3 separate regions of the Mus musculus genome follow, and regions 1 and 2 are each linked to region 3. A link is a contact called in public HiChIP or PLAC-seq and promoter capture Hi-C data. All regions are on one chromosome and are shown on one strand. Each heading gives the region's core, a stretch centred on a gene start, on an enhancer-like site or on the middle of the called end of the contact. The rest is flanking DNA. Distances are from core to core; before and after follow the strand shown. Region 1 has its middle 41 kb from the start of Commd7. Region 2 overlaps Nol4l (nucleolar protein 4-like). Region 3 overlaps Tm9sf4 (transmembrane 9 superfamily protein member 4).

Region 1 (4,145 bases), core at 242-2,741, 390 kb before region 3:
CTCTCTCTTTTTAAAGATTTATTTACTTTATGTATATGAGTACACTGTAGTTGTACAGATGGTTGTGAGCCTTCATGTGGTTGTTGGAAACTGAATTTAGGACCTCTGCTTGCTCCAGTCAACCCTGCTCACTCAGTCCCTGCTTGATCTGACCCAAAGATTTTATTTATTATAATTAAGTACACTGTAGCTGTGTTCAGATGCACCAGAAGAGAGCATAGGATGTCTGTCATAACGGTTGGTTGTGAGCCACCATGTGGTTGGTGGGATTTGAACTCAGGACCTTTGGGAGAGCAGTCCGTGCTCTTAATCACTGAGCTCCAACCCTTCAGCTTCTCTTTTAATAAATGCTTTATTGAGCCGGGCGGTGGTGGCGCACACCTTTAATCCCAGCACTCGGGAGGCAGAGGCAGGTGGATTTCTGAGTTCGAGGCCAGCCTGGTCACTACAGAGTGAGTTCCAGGACAGCCAGGGCTACACAGAGAAACCCTGTCTCAAAAACCAACCAACCAACCAAACAAACAAACAAAATTTTTATTGTATGTAGACCAGACACTGTCTTATCTAGTTTAAACTGATGACCAGGAATCTTGAAGCTTCCTGGATGTGTGATTTTACAGACGCTGTGCCTTCCCTGAGCCTCTGTTATCCTTTCTGAAAAGTGGAGCGGATGTGAGGAGTTAGAAGCGTCAGTGAGGCTCACGGCCACCTGGCGCAGCTTGGTCAAAGCGGTGAAACAGCAGCAGCAGCAGCCCCGCTGCTGACATGGCCCTAGCATCTGTCTATGGTGTATCCCCTTTAGCAGCCGGCTGATCCATGGGGGGCTGAGGCCGTGGGATGGTCTTGTGCTGGGAAGCAGTAGCGGGTTGTCGATCCCCTGAGACCCTGGCAGTTATCCCTGGCACCTTGCCTTGGCTCTGTCATTCATGTCCTTCTCCTGCTGGGAAGGGCACAGGCTGCACCTGGGGCCCGGCTGGGAGAGGAGCCTGGTTCCTCTGCAGAGTTGCTCTCCCATCTGCCCTTCAGCTCAGCTCTGCCAGCTCTCAGCTGGGACAGAGACTCAGGCAACTGTGCATGGAGGCCTTGTGGCGGAGTTGGGGTGGGAGGAGTGTTAGGGGGGCGGGGCGGTGGCCGGTCCCCGAACCTTCTGTCTTCAGCTTTATTTTATTTGGTTATTTGTTATTTACTTGGCGTGGCTGGTTTTGGACAGGCTCGTATGTAGCCCAGGCTGGCCTTGGACTCCTGATCCTTCCGTCTCCACCTTCTGTGCTGGGGTTAACAGGTTTGCAGTGCCTCACCTTAGCCTCCAAGCTTCAAATAGGGGAGAAATAAAGTTTCCTAAGAGAAGGGAATGAAATGTGCCTTGAGATGGCAGCTTGGCTACTCTCAAACTTAAAAAAAAAAAAAGAGAGAGAGATGACCCAATACTACCTATCAGACAAGAGAGGCGGCTGGCCCCGAGCCCAGCTGACTTTGTACCTAGGCCTGCTGTTGACTCTGTGGGATACGGGTGAGTGACTCTCTTCTCCCAGTCACCTGGAAAGCTAGGGCAGCTGCCTTCTGGGGTTCCTGGAAATACCTGTGAGGTCACTTTAGAGGGGTCTGGCTGGGTCCACGGTGGTTGCTCTAGGTGCAGCGTGGTGAGTTCCTGGTCAGGCACAAGGTGCCCTAGGCTTCAGCTCAGCCCCCTGAACAGTGAAGATGGAGTGCTCCCCGCTGCCCTAGGTCCTGGGAAACAGAAGCAGACTGTGACTCACAGGGTGTGAGTCTGACACACAGAGGCTGCTCAATGGGCCAGGATGAAGCAGAGGGTTTTGCTGGTAGGAGCAAAGCCAGGGCAAGAATTTGCCTCTGTTTCAGGCCTCCTGCCCAGAGCTTCCTGGACCACAACAGGCCCACAAAAGGGGCAGAGTGACCTTCAGCAAACTAGAAATGCAGTCCCATTGTCCTTGGCACAGGGTGGGTGAGAGACCTGTACAGCAGCTGCCACCAGCTCTCCTGATAGCCCCCAGGAAGCCTCAGTGTGGGTTGGTCCTCAAGATGGTGGCCAGTCACTAGAGTCTCATCTGGCAGGCAGTGACCCTTGGTCTCCTGCTCTGCCATCCGTGATGCTGCAGTGTCTCACAGCCTGCTGCTCACACTGTCCCCGATCCAACAGAATGCCCACAAAATGCTTCATGATTCTTTTTCTAGCTCTAAAAGTAATTCATGTTTATTGCAGGGGAAAAAATGAGTAAATAAGTTAAGAGTTCAGCACTTGGAGGAGGAGGAAGAAGAGGAAGAGGAGGAGGAGGAGGAGGAGGAGGAGGAGGAGGAGGAAAGATCAGGGGTCCAAGGTAATCTATGACTACATAGCAAGGTGGAGCAAGTTGGAGGCTAGCCTGGGCTAAATGAAACTTTGTCAAAAAAACAATAACAATAACAACAATGACAATGACAAACAAACAAACAAAAAAACCCAAACATTATTCTAGTTCTCAAACTTTCAGGTGTTATGCACATATGTTAACAAAATTTTTGTTTGTTTGTTTGTTTGTCTGTCTGTTGGCAACTACAGAATCCTATGTTGTTTGCTTTCTATAAATTGGCGTAAGCTGGAGAGATAGGAGCTAAGAGCTCATACTGCTCTTTCAGAAAACCCAAATTCAGCATTCATTTCCCAGCTAGAGGAGTTGAACGCCCTTCTCTGGCGTCTGTGGACTTGCACACTCACACATGCACAGCCATAAGCACAGAGAGGTAACTTTTAAAAACTGCTAGGGGGCTGGCGAGATGGCTCAGCAGGTAAGAGCACTGGCTGCTCTTCCAGAGGTCCTGAGTTCAATTCCCAGCAGCCACATGGTGGCTCACAGCTATCCGTAATGGGATCTGATGCCCTCTTCTGGTGTGTCTGAAGACAGCTACAGTGTACTTGTATACATTAAATAAATAAATAAATAAATCTTAAAACAAAACAAAACTGCTAATCATGTTGGTTCACACTTTTAATCCCAGAACCCAGGTAAAAATGTTGGGGATGTAGTGTCTACAGCTCCAATGCCAGGGAGGCAGAGGCAGGAAGAGCCTGGGACTAACTAGTCAGAAAATCTAGTTTAACTGGTGGCCGTCAGGCCAAAGAAAGGCTCCACTTCATACTTCATTACTTCTTAGAATTGGGAACAAAACAACCATGGTAGGAGTTACAGAGACAAAGTTTGGAGCTAAGACAAAAGGATGGACCATCCAGAGACTACCCGACCCTGGGATCCATCCCGTAATCAGCCACCAAACCAAGACACTATTGCATATGCCAGCAAGATTTTGCTGAAAAGACCCTGATATAGCTGTCTTGAGTGAAGCTATGCCAGTGCCTGGCAAACACAGAAGTGGATGTTCACAGTCATCTATAGGATGGAACACAGGGCCCCCAGTGGAGGAGCTAGAGAAAGTACCCAAGGAGCTGAAGGGGTCTGCAACCCTATAGGTGGAACAACAATATGAACTAACCAGTACCCCCAGAGCTCAGCTCGTGTCTCTAGCTGCATATGTAGCAGAAGATGGCCTAGTTGGCCATCACTGGGAAGAGAGGCCCCTTGATCTTGCAAACTTTATATGCCCCAGTACAGGGGAACGCCAGGGCCAAGAAGTGGGAGTGGGTGAGTAGGGGAGTAGGGCAGGGGGAGGGCATAGGGAACTTTCAGGATAGCATTTAAAATGTAAATAAAGAAAATATCTAATAAAAAATAAAAATGAAAGAAAAGAGAGAGAGAGAGAGAAAGGAAGGAAGGAAGGAAGGAAGGAAGGAAGGAAGGAAGGAAGGAAGGAAGAATCCACTTCAAAGTAGGTAGGTGTGTGGTGGTGCATGTGGGTTCTGTCAGTGCGGAGCAGGGAGAAGAAGGCGGGTCTCTATGAAGCCAGCCTGTTTTACACAGTGAGTTCTAGGTGGAATCAAGGCTACCTTGACTCTGTCTTGAAAAAGGGTGGGAGATGGTCACTCCAATCTCCAGTCCTCAGAGGAGGTTGATGATATTTCTGAAGATGGCATTTGAGGTTATTCTCTGGGCTCTATATTCCTGTGCACACTCACACACTCATACAGACACAAACACACACACACACACCTTTAAAAATCTGACATGAAAACTGGTTATGGTGGCCCTTGCCTC
Region 2 (4,222 bases), core at 558-3,057, 320 kb before region 3:
GTTGTGGGGTAATTACAGGGCCTGTTTCAGTGAGGGTAGAAGGCTTCACCTTGGGCATGTGATGGGGGTCTGGCTGCTGCTGTCGCTGCCACCGTCTTGGCCACCACTGCTGCTGGTGGTCTTCATTGTTGTGTGTGCATAGCTGTTCACACTTCACATGTAAGTTTCAATGTTTGCTGAGATTCCCCTCTCAGGTCCCAAAGCTCCATTTTTATGCCCCACTCCCTCCCCCTACTGGGGAGGTCAGCTTGAGTTCAGCCCCACAGCTCCAGATCTTGGGGCAGAGCTCTATAGAGGGGTTTACTGGATGCTGTTGGGCCCCAGGACCACACCGCTTCATCCGGGGCTTGTGAGCAGATCCTCTGCCTCTAGACAGAGTTCTTTAGGTGATGATGGATACAGGAGGGGAGGGGGCCAAGGAAAGATCTGTGGTGAGGCCCCGGTGAGGCACAGCCTTTCCTGCATCTCCTCAACCTTGTGATTTTTGGAAAACCTGTGCAACTCTGGCCCTGGGCTCCTGAGAAGAGAGGTCAATGTGGGGAGCTGAGGCCGTGCCTCGGGTATGATGGAGGGCTGGGGTTGTTCACTGAGGACCTAGCTGGCAGGCCCCTGCCCTCAGGAGGATTTGCAGCTGAGCCTGGAATGCTATAGCCTCTTGTGGATCCCAGCAGCGCCGAGAACCCTGCCAGTGTGAGTGGTGGGCAAAGGTGGGGATGAAGGAGCCAGCCTGCTCCTCTGTTCCCTCCTCTGTGCAGCAGAGCCTGGCGGCAGAAGTTTCTGTGCACAGCAGTGGGATGCAGGCAAGGACTTGCATCCCAGGACCCTGCTCATGGCTCTTCATTCTGCAGCAGCTGCAGTTATTTTTTTAAAAGAACAAAGGCTAACACAGAAGTCACCAGCAAGTGTCACAGGGCTGCTGGGCAAGGCCCCACATACGAATCCAGTCTTTGGGAGGTGAGGGTGAGGCAGTCTGAGTGAATCGCACGGCACTGTCTCAGAACACACCCTGGAAGCATCCAACGAAGACCTGAGGAGGGCTGGGTCACCCATTCACCGCCCGGCAGCAGGACCTGCTCAGTTATTCCACCAGGGCATGGGAGTAAGGGGTGGGCACTGCACAGACATGACATCCTACCTCCAAGAATATGAAGGCTAAGGCTGGGGAACTGGCAGCCAGTCCTGTCCTGATGGTGCCAGCCCCGTGGCCACTTCTGCCAACAATCTCCAGTGCCAACCGGCTGCCCCCTATCTGGCTACTCTGGGAAGTAGAACTCTGAGGGTGTGAGGAGTGAAGGGCCTTTGCTGCCACCTCACCCTGATTCTTGTCCCTTCCCTTGGTGGTAATGTTGATGGTGATGGAGTATAGTGATAATGCCGATGGCTATGATGATGGTGATGATAGTGGTTGTGATATGCTGGTGCTGATGGGTGATGCTTATGCTGGTGGTGGTGATGATCATAGTGGGGAATGGTAATAGTGATACTGCTGATGGTGGTGCTGGTGATGATGATGGTGGTGATAAGGAGGTAGTTATAATGGTAGTAATGGTGGTTGTAATGAGGGCACTAGCGATGATGAGACAGTCATGGTGGTGGTGGTGATAATGGGTTGGTAGCTTATACCTGCAAGCCATGGTGGCGATGACAGGACTATAGGAGTGGGTCAGCTCACAGTTCAGCGAGTGCTCATGGGACCGTCTGCCCTAAGCGTTTCCTGTGCATTTGTACATTGCCTCCTGCACCAGTCCTGCATGGCCTGGAGCTCTTACACAACTTGCCAAGGCCCCCGTGAGCCGGAAGTGAGCTCAGGCAGGCTGCTTGACCAGCAGCCACTTCAGCTATGGCCCTTTGCCATTTGCAGCACGCGGCCACCTCCTTGGTCTCCTCAGGCCCCGTTCTTGCTTTCTGGGACCAGCACAGAGGGGGAAGGGGGCTAAGGCTGACCTGTCCCAGCAGGCTTTGTGTCTGCTTGTCTTCCCTATAGCACCTTGTCTGAGGGGGCAGAGCCACCCTCTGTGAGGCCACCCGAGAAAGTCCCTATCCACAGGTGATGGCTTCTCAAGGGGGGGTGGGGTGGGTGGGTCTCACCTCGCAACTCAGGAGGCAGAGAAGAGAAGATTCTGTCTTTTCACCCACTCTGGGATTTGGAGTGGGCGTGGCTGGCAGAGGCTAGGGCCCTCTGCAGGGGGTACTGTTCTCAGGAAGGGAGGCACCCAGGCCTGTGCTCCCTGTGCTTGCAGATCCATGCTGATCCCTTGTCAGTGAAAGGAAGAGACTGGTCTAGAGGCAGAAGGCCAGGATATGAAGGTGGCTTCTATGCTTCCTCAGTGTCCTGGGTCATCCCCCATTCCCACGCCATACTCACTTGTCCAAGCCTTTGCAGTGTGTCTGCTCTGTACCAGGTACTATGCAGTGGAAGTGAAAAGGACAGTCCCTAGGGGCTGACGACATGGCTCCACAGGTAAAGGTGCTTGCTGCCTGATCTCTGGGACTCGCATGGTGTATGGAGAGGACTGACTCCTGGAAGTGGTCACCCTGGCATGCGGGCCTCCCTATCGCCACCTCTCCACCCCCACCCCCACCCCCAATCCCCAAATAAGCAAATTAATAAAAATGAAAAGCAAAAGGAAATCCTTGCCACCAGAGAACTGTCACTCGGCAGGGATGATGGCCCAGTAAACAGGGAGAGTCCCTGGCTTGTCAGGGGCTGGCGAATGCCAGAGAGCGAGTGTGGAGCAGAGGGAGTTTTTAAGAGTGTAGGGAAGGTGTCCCATAATGGCAGTTGACCAAGACCCTGAAGGATGCCAAAAGCTGTGTAGGTGTCTTGTGTGAAAGCCTTCCAGAGAGAAGGAAGAGTGAGCACAGGGCTCTGAGGCAGGGGGTGTTCATGAGTTTGAGCAACAGTGAGGAAACCTAACTCTTGTTGCCTGTGTGTTTGGGAATTAAAAGAACATCTGTTTGTCTGTTTGTTTAGGGTTTTTGAGAGAGTGTTTCACTATGTAGCCCTGGCTGTCTTGGATCTCACTATGTAGACTAAGGCTGGCCTCGAACTCACAGAGGTCTGCTTACCTCTACCTCTCAAGTGCTAGGATTAAATGTGAGCCACTATGACCAGCCAAAATGATTTATGTACCAGATTCCTAATGGAGTCAGGCAGGGAGGGGCCTTGCTGACTGGTTCTTCAATTTTAAGATTTTATTTTATGTATGTGCGTACGCTGTCATGGTCTTCAGACGCACCAGAAGAGGGCTTCGGATCCCATTAGAGATGGTTGTAAGCCGCCATGTGGTTGCTGGGAACGGAATTCAGGACCTCTGGAAGAGCAGCCACTGCTCTCAACTGCTGAGCCATCTCTCCAGCCCCTCTTCGACTCTTAGAGTAGGTTTTATGACTTACAGTGACTCGGAGGCACAATGCAGCCACCTTGACGGCTCACTGGAGTGACTCTTGCCTGCCTGGTTCCTGGATCTGAACTATGGGTGATCTTCAGTGTGACCTTAGACAAATTCAGTGTTCTTCATGGGGACAGGATGCCTATAGCAATGAGATCAGAGAATCCTCCAGAAGGCATGCGGGAGTCCAGCCATGGCCCTAGTGGCAGAGTGTGCTCAGTCAGTGTTTAAAACTAGAGGCCGATCTTCTGCAGGATTCAAATTGTTCTCCTATTTTGCAAGCTTGTCTATTTACGTGAGTCTTTAAGAGTCCTATGAAGAAGAGGGGGCAAGAAATAATGGCTCCACCGGATCCCGGAGTACACACCTGAGCTACCTGCGGCCATAGTGAGCAGCAGCAGGACAGATGGATTCAAACACCAAGGTCTCTTGGCTCCAGGAGCTTCGTGATGCTTGGGGCCTCTTGGATGCTTGTCTGTGGCCAAGAGTGCGCAGGTCTACTTGGCACATATAAGCCAGCAGCATATGACATCCTCCCCCCCACCCCCCGCGCCCTCCCCTAGTAACAGCCACTCAGATTTGTGGTCCAGAGCAGGTTTTGCAAGGCATGGTCAGGAGGGCTGTGGTGTGGTGCTGGTGAAAGGCCAGAGCTGGGAGAAAGGCAGGCCACAGGGGCGTGGGGGTGGGGCAGGTCTGGGACAAGAGGAAGGAGTGCTTCATGTGACTGTCTGCTTGGCCTGGTGCCCATCCAGGGAATGGAGGGCAGGGTCTCCAGACTGTCTTGCCATAGTGCCCCCCTCGATAGCTGCCCCATCAGTGTGTCCGAATTT
Region 3 (4,473 bases), core at 131-2,630:
TGCTGGGATCGGAAGGCATGCACTAGCATAGTGAGTCCATGAAGTGCTGCAGCCGGAACTCAGGGTTCCCAGCACGCTAGGCAAGCACTCTGCTAACTGAGCTGCACCCTAGGCTCCCAAATTCAGTGTTTGGATGTGCATGTGTCTGGAAAAGCCTACAACAGAAAGCTAACAGTGCTTCTGTAGAAGGGGGGTGGGGTTAGAACTGATATTTTTCATCTTCCCCATCATCTTCTGTAAGTCATTTTCTATAAGGCTTGTGCAAAAATCAGTATGTTAACAACATATTAATGTGGGAGGGTAAATTTGTGCAGCCACTATAGAAACCAGTATAAAGTAAAAACACAGATCCCACATGGCTCAGCTCTATTACTTGGGTACAGATGCAGAGAACTTTCAGTCAGCACACTACAAAGACACTTGTACATCCACCTCTACTGCTGCACTGGTCCCAACAGCCAGGAAATGGATGTACCGAAGATGAAGAAAAGGAAATACCAACACTCTGCGGGAAATGGATGGAACTTGAAACTGTTATGTTAAAATAAGCCAGACTCTGAAAGACAAATACTGCAAGTTTTCTCTTATACATAGAACCTACACTAAACATTTTTGTATCTACATTTATATATGTGTATATGTAACTCATGAAACTAGAGAGGGATCATTAGAAGGAAGGAAGAGATCTTCACGTAGGGGAAATAGGGTAATGGAATACATGTGATAAGAAAGCAGAAGTTGGGAGTCAGCTGGGGAAGAAGGGGAGCAGCCAGAGGGGGCAGGGACAAGGAAGAGGACAGTGAGTAAAGACTGAGTGAGTGACAAAGCAGAGTGACAGAGTGTAAAATGCTGCAATGCAATGTATTACTGTGTATGCAACCTAAAAATAAGAAACAGAGGACATTAAATGTTTAGAACAGTATTACAATAAGCATCATTCGTTGTAAATTTTAAATCATATACTCTCATTTTAAACATCTCTGTTGAAGGAGAAAGATGGAAAGAGTACACATCTAAAACCTCCACGGTAGGTATTCACCTCTGGATGGCTCCACTGCTTCATTTCCTACTGTCTCTGTGCTCTTTAGAAAGCCCACCTTGAATACCAGGGTGGGGGAAGTGTTCATGCTGCTGGAAAGCAGCAGCCTACACTCATACCATATCCAGAGTCCTTAGCAGCCCTAACAAGCACCTGCCCCACCCTCCCTCCGTCACAGAGTCCCGAGGAGCTGCTGGCAACCTCAAGGCTTAATGGGAGCTCCACTCTGGGTTGGTGCTGACAGGATGCTGAGGTGAGCCTTCTCCACGAATACCAGGCAGCTCTCACTTGATTAAACCACGGGGAATTCCCCGACTGGCCCCTGGAGTGTGGAAACCTCCCTTTAGAGAAGTCATCTGTGGCCAGCTGTTCCCAAGCCTGCAGAAAGGCCAGGGCCAGGGCACAGGCAGATGATAAGATGGGCAATGCTGGGGAAACCCCAGCCAACCTTCAACCCCTACAGCTGGGAACAGAACTCTGGGGGCTCAGAAAAGGGAAGGGAACAGTAACAGGAAATGTCCTTAGGGAATAGGACTGAGCCTCACCAGCTCTCCTTGCTGGAGAGGGGCTTGGCAGCGGGGAAAGGTACTTACTGCTCCTGATGAGTGCTTTCCCCAGATGAAGCAATTCAACACAAAGCAGATGCCGAAAACCACACCAGGATACAGTGTCGCTGTCTGGGAGCAAGAGGAACAGGTTGGGGAGCTGCATCTGGCTTCCCACAGGTCCTTGGGGAGCTGAGGACCAGAGGCTTCCTTTGGGTTTCTGCTTAAGCACAGCTTCTTTTCTGATCCCACACAAGACAGGCCTCCTGTTCTGAGACTTTGCAGAGCCCTGTAACTGCTTTTTCCTTGCTCTCAACCTACTTCCTAATTATAGATGGTGGTCACCTTATAAAGGGTCTACTTAGGATCTTTTGAATTGGCGATGTTCTGCCGGTTAGAGGCCTTCTGTAGCAACCACACTAACTTTGGCGTGTGAGATATACATCCATCTCCGACTCTATCAAACTGAGATGTAATCTCACCGAGACAAGGAGCACCAGCATATGCTTTGCTGCCTGATCAATGTCTGTTTCCCCATTACACTGTAAATCCTGTACTCTGTTGTGTTCTCATCACACAGCACAGCAGCTACTCACTAAGTATTTGCTTCATAAATAAATAAAACGGCCAGAAAATATGTACGTTTAGGCTCCAACTCCAACTGCCTAAAATAATGGTTCAGCTTTAGTAGCTTCTTAAAGATGGCAACTGTGGGCTCTACCTGTACCATCTCACCTCACCCTCACTACAGACAGGTTTAGAAGAGACCCTACTAAAAGATAAGGGCATCTCTCCACTCTAGATCACACTTTATCAAGGGCAGAGCAGAGTTTAGAACCTAGACACCCTCCAAAGCCTGATTTCACGCAATGTAATCTAGTCAGTCTCTCAGGCTAGAGGCCAGGCACAAAAACCCAAGGCCCCAGGCTTACACTTGAGTCTCATCCTTCCACACTGGGATGATCTAGGCATCCAGATAGGTCACTAAGCACAGAGGTCAAGGCCCAAGCTAACACTCAAACTGTGTATTAACTTCTTTGGCTCACTGTCTCCCATCCAATAGCTAGTCACTGCTCTTGTGAGTTCTTGTCCTTGGGCCCTCTTGTGGGTCATCAACATCTTGTGGTATGAGTGTACCAGAGGTTATATGTTGCACCTATCCCCATTGGAGAGATGGAAACCAGAAGTTCAGAGAGGGCTGTTTATGATTATCCATCAAGAAAAGCCACGTCAAGACTAGGATCTAGCCAGACATGGTGGTGGTGCATGTCTTTAATCCCAACACTCAGGAGGCAGAGGCAGGCATGAGTTCCAGGCTAGATTGGTCTACAAAGTGAGTTCCAGGACAGCTATAGCTCTGTTAAACAGAGAAACCCTGTCTCAAAAAAAAAAAAACAAAAAAAAAACACACGCACGCGTGTGCACACACATACACTTAATTAAAATTAAAAAAAAAAGTCTCTCCTAAGCTACGTGTCTCTACGCTCTCAATCCGCCATCCAACAAACATGGATCAGGTAATGCAGTTTGTAGAGCCCAGCCAGCAGTTTGTAAAGGACTCAATTCGGATGGTTAAAAGATGCACCAAACCCGACAGAAAAGAATTCCAGAAGATTGCCATGGCTACAGCTATAGGATTTGCTATCATGGGATTCATTGGCTTCTTCGTGAAACTGATCCATATACCCATTAATAACATTATTGTGGGTGGCTGAGTCCTTCTCATCACAGGACGAGTGAGCCAGAGGGGGGGACAAGGGCATGAAGTAAATAAAGCGTTGCCTGGAAAAAATTAAAAAAATAAAAAAAAAAATACTAGAATCCCAGCTGGGTGTGGTGGTGCACATCTGTAGTCCCAGCACTCAGGAGGCAGTGGCTGGCAGGGGGACATCTGAGTTCAAGGTAGCCTGTTCTACAGAGTGAGTTCCAGGATAGCCAGGGCTCTACAGCGAAACCCTGTCTCAAAAAACCAAACCAGGGCTAGAGAGATGGCTCAGTGGTTAAGAGCACCGACTGCTCTTCCTAAGGTCCTGAGTTCAAGTCCCAGCAACCACATGGTGGCTCACAACCATTTGTAATGAGATCTGACTCCCTCTTCTGGAGTGTCTGAAGACAGCTACAGTGTACTTACATATAATAAATAAATAAATATTAAAAAAAAAAAAAAAACCAAACCAACTAACCAACCATACAAACAAAAAGATCGCAAAACCTAGGATCTCAGCAATTCCAGCTACCTAAAATATTCCTTAGGCCCAGTTCAAATGTCAAGATGTCTTTTCTTTTTTGTTCCTTTCCACTGTATAGCAGAGAATTCCTCCTCTTCCTTTCTGACTGAAACTTACAGTCTGGGCACCACATCTAACACTGTGAACAGAAAGAAGAAAAGGTCCCTGGGAGAACCCCAGCCTGCACTGCCCCATTTCTGTGGACTTTTCCACCTCCACGTGTCTTCACTCTGGCGACTGCCGTGTCAGCTGGCTGTCACACAGCCTGGCAGCCAATTCTCTCTAGTCTGTTGGGTGTGCTGTTCTCCTGGGATGCGCTCACCACTCTGAATCCACTAGTCTCTTGCTCCAGTCACTAGACAATGCAAGCAAAAAGTTGCCCAAGTTCAACCTCTGTATCACTCTGTGGATGGAGCATCTGCAATGCTGAGATACTTTTGGAAGCTTAAGAGAGCCTAGAACCGGAGACTGTGGGCCCTAGCCCCCACTGCTCCACCATCACGTTGTTTAGCTACTAGCTTAAAAATCCATATCAGGGCCTACCTAAGCTCCTGAGTGCTGTAGGAAGGGTGTCTCAGGCCCCAACAAATGCTAGGAAAAGGAGGAGGAGGAGAAGGAAGAAGAAGAGGAGGAAGAAGAGGGGGAGGAGGAGAAGGGGGGA

Evidence for each region. HiChIP or PLAC-seq counts read pairs in DNA pulled down with a chosen protein or histone mark. Capture Hi-C pulls out chosen DNA fragments and counts their contacts.
Region 1: a promoter capture Hi-C map of pancreatic islet shows a contact between it and region 3. The contact joins two enhancer-like sites. A contact is called at or near these places in 2 of 484 Hi-C or Micro-C datasets (embryonic stem cells and thymic regulatory T cells), 2 of 115 datasets of contacts at active chromatin or transcription factors (DN3 thymocytes and bone marrow-derived macrophages) and 3 of 9 other capture datasets (adipose tissue, liver and pancreatic islet).
Region 2: an H3K27ac HiChIP or PLAC-seq map of microglia shows a contact between it and region 3, with 7 times the contacts expected there. The contact joins two enhancer-like sites. A contact is called at or near these places in 3 of 39 promoter capture datasets (the C10 cell line, embryonic stem cells and pre-B cells), 1 of 115 datasets of contacts at active chromatin or transcription factors (microglia) and 1 of 9 other capture datasets (liver).

Annotation. Positions count from the first base shown.
Region 1 is chr2:153,590,172-153,594,316 of GRCm38.p6, reverse strand. No RefSeq gene overlaps it. Among named protein-coding and RNA genes, the nearest start is that of Commd7, 41 kb to the left of the region's middle. Within about 2 kb of position 1,491, at least 83 of the 459 cell types and tissues checked have an H3K27ac peak or open chromatin away from gene starts, as enhancers often do. A contact at or near this core is called in pancreatic islet, where this site is marked.
Region 2 is chr2:153,512,761-153,516,982 of GRCm38.p6, reverse strand. All of the region lies in intron 1 of Nol4l (nucleolar protein 4-like), which reads left to right. Among named protein-coding and RNA genes, the nearest start is that of Nol4l, 15 kb to the left of the region's middle. Within about 2 kb of position 1,807, at least 14 of the 459 cell types and tissues checked have an H3K27ac peak or open chromatin away from gene starts, as enhancers often do. A contact at or near this core is called in microglia, where this site is marked.
Region 3 is chr2:153,195,593-153,200,065 of GRCm38.p6, reverse strand. Tm9sf4 (transmembrane 9 superfamily protein member 4) reads right to left here. Exons shown (of 18, transcript NM_133847.3): 13 at 1,633-1,716. It also overlaps the pseudogene Gm20094. Among named protein-coding and RNA genes, the nearest start is that of Tspyl3, 28 kb to the left of the region's middle. Within about 2 kb of position 1,380, at least 62 of the 459 cell types and tissues checked have an H3K27ac peak or open chromatin away from gene starts, as enhancers often do. A contact at or near this core is called in microglia and pancreatic islet, where this site is marked.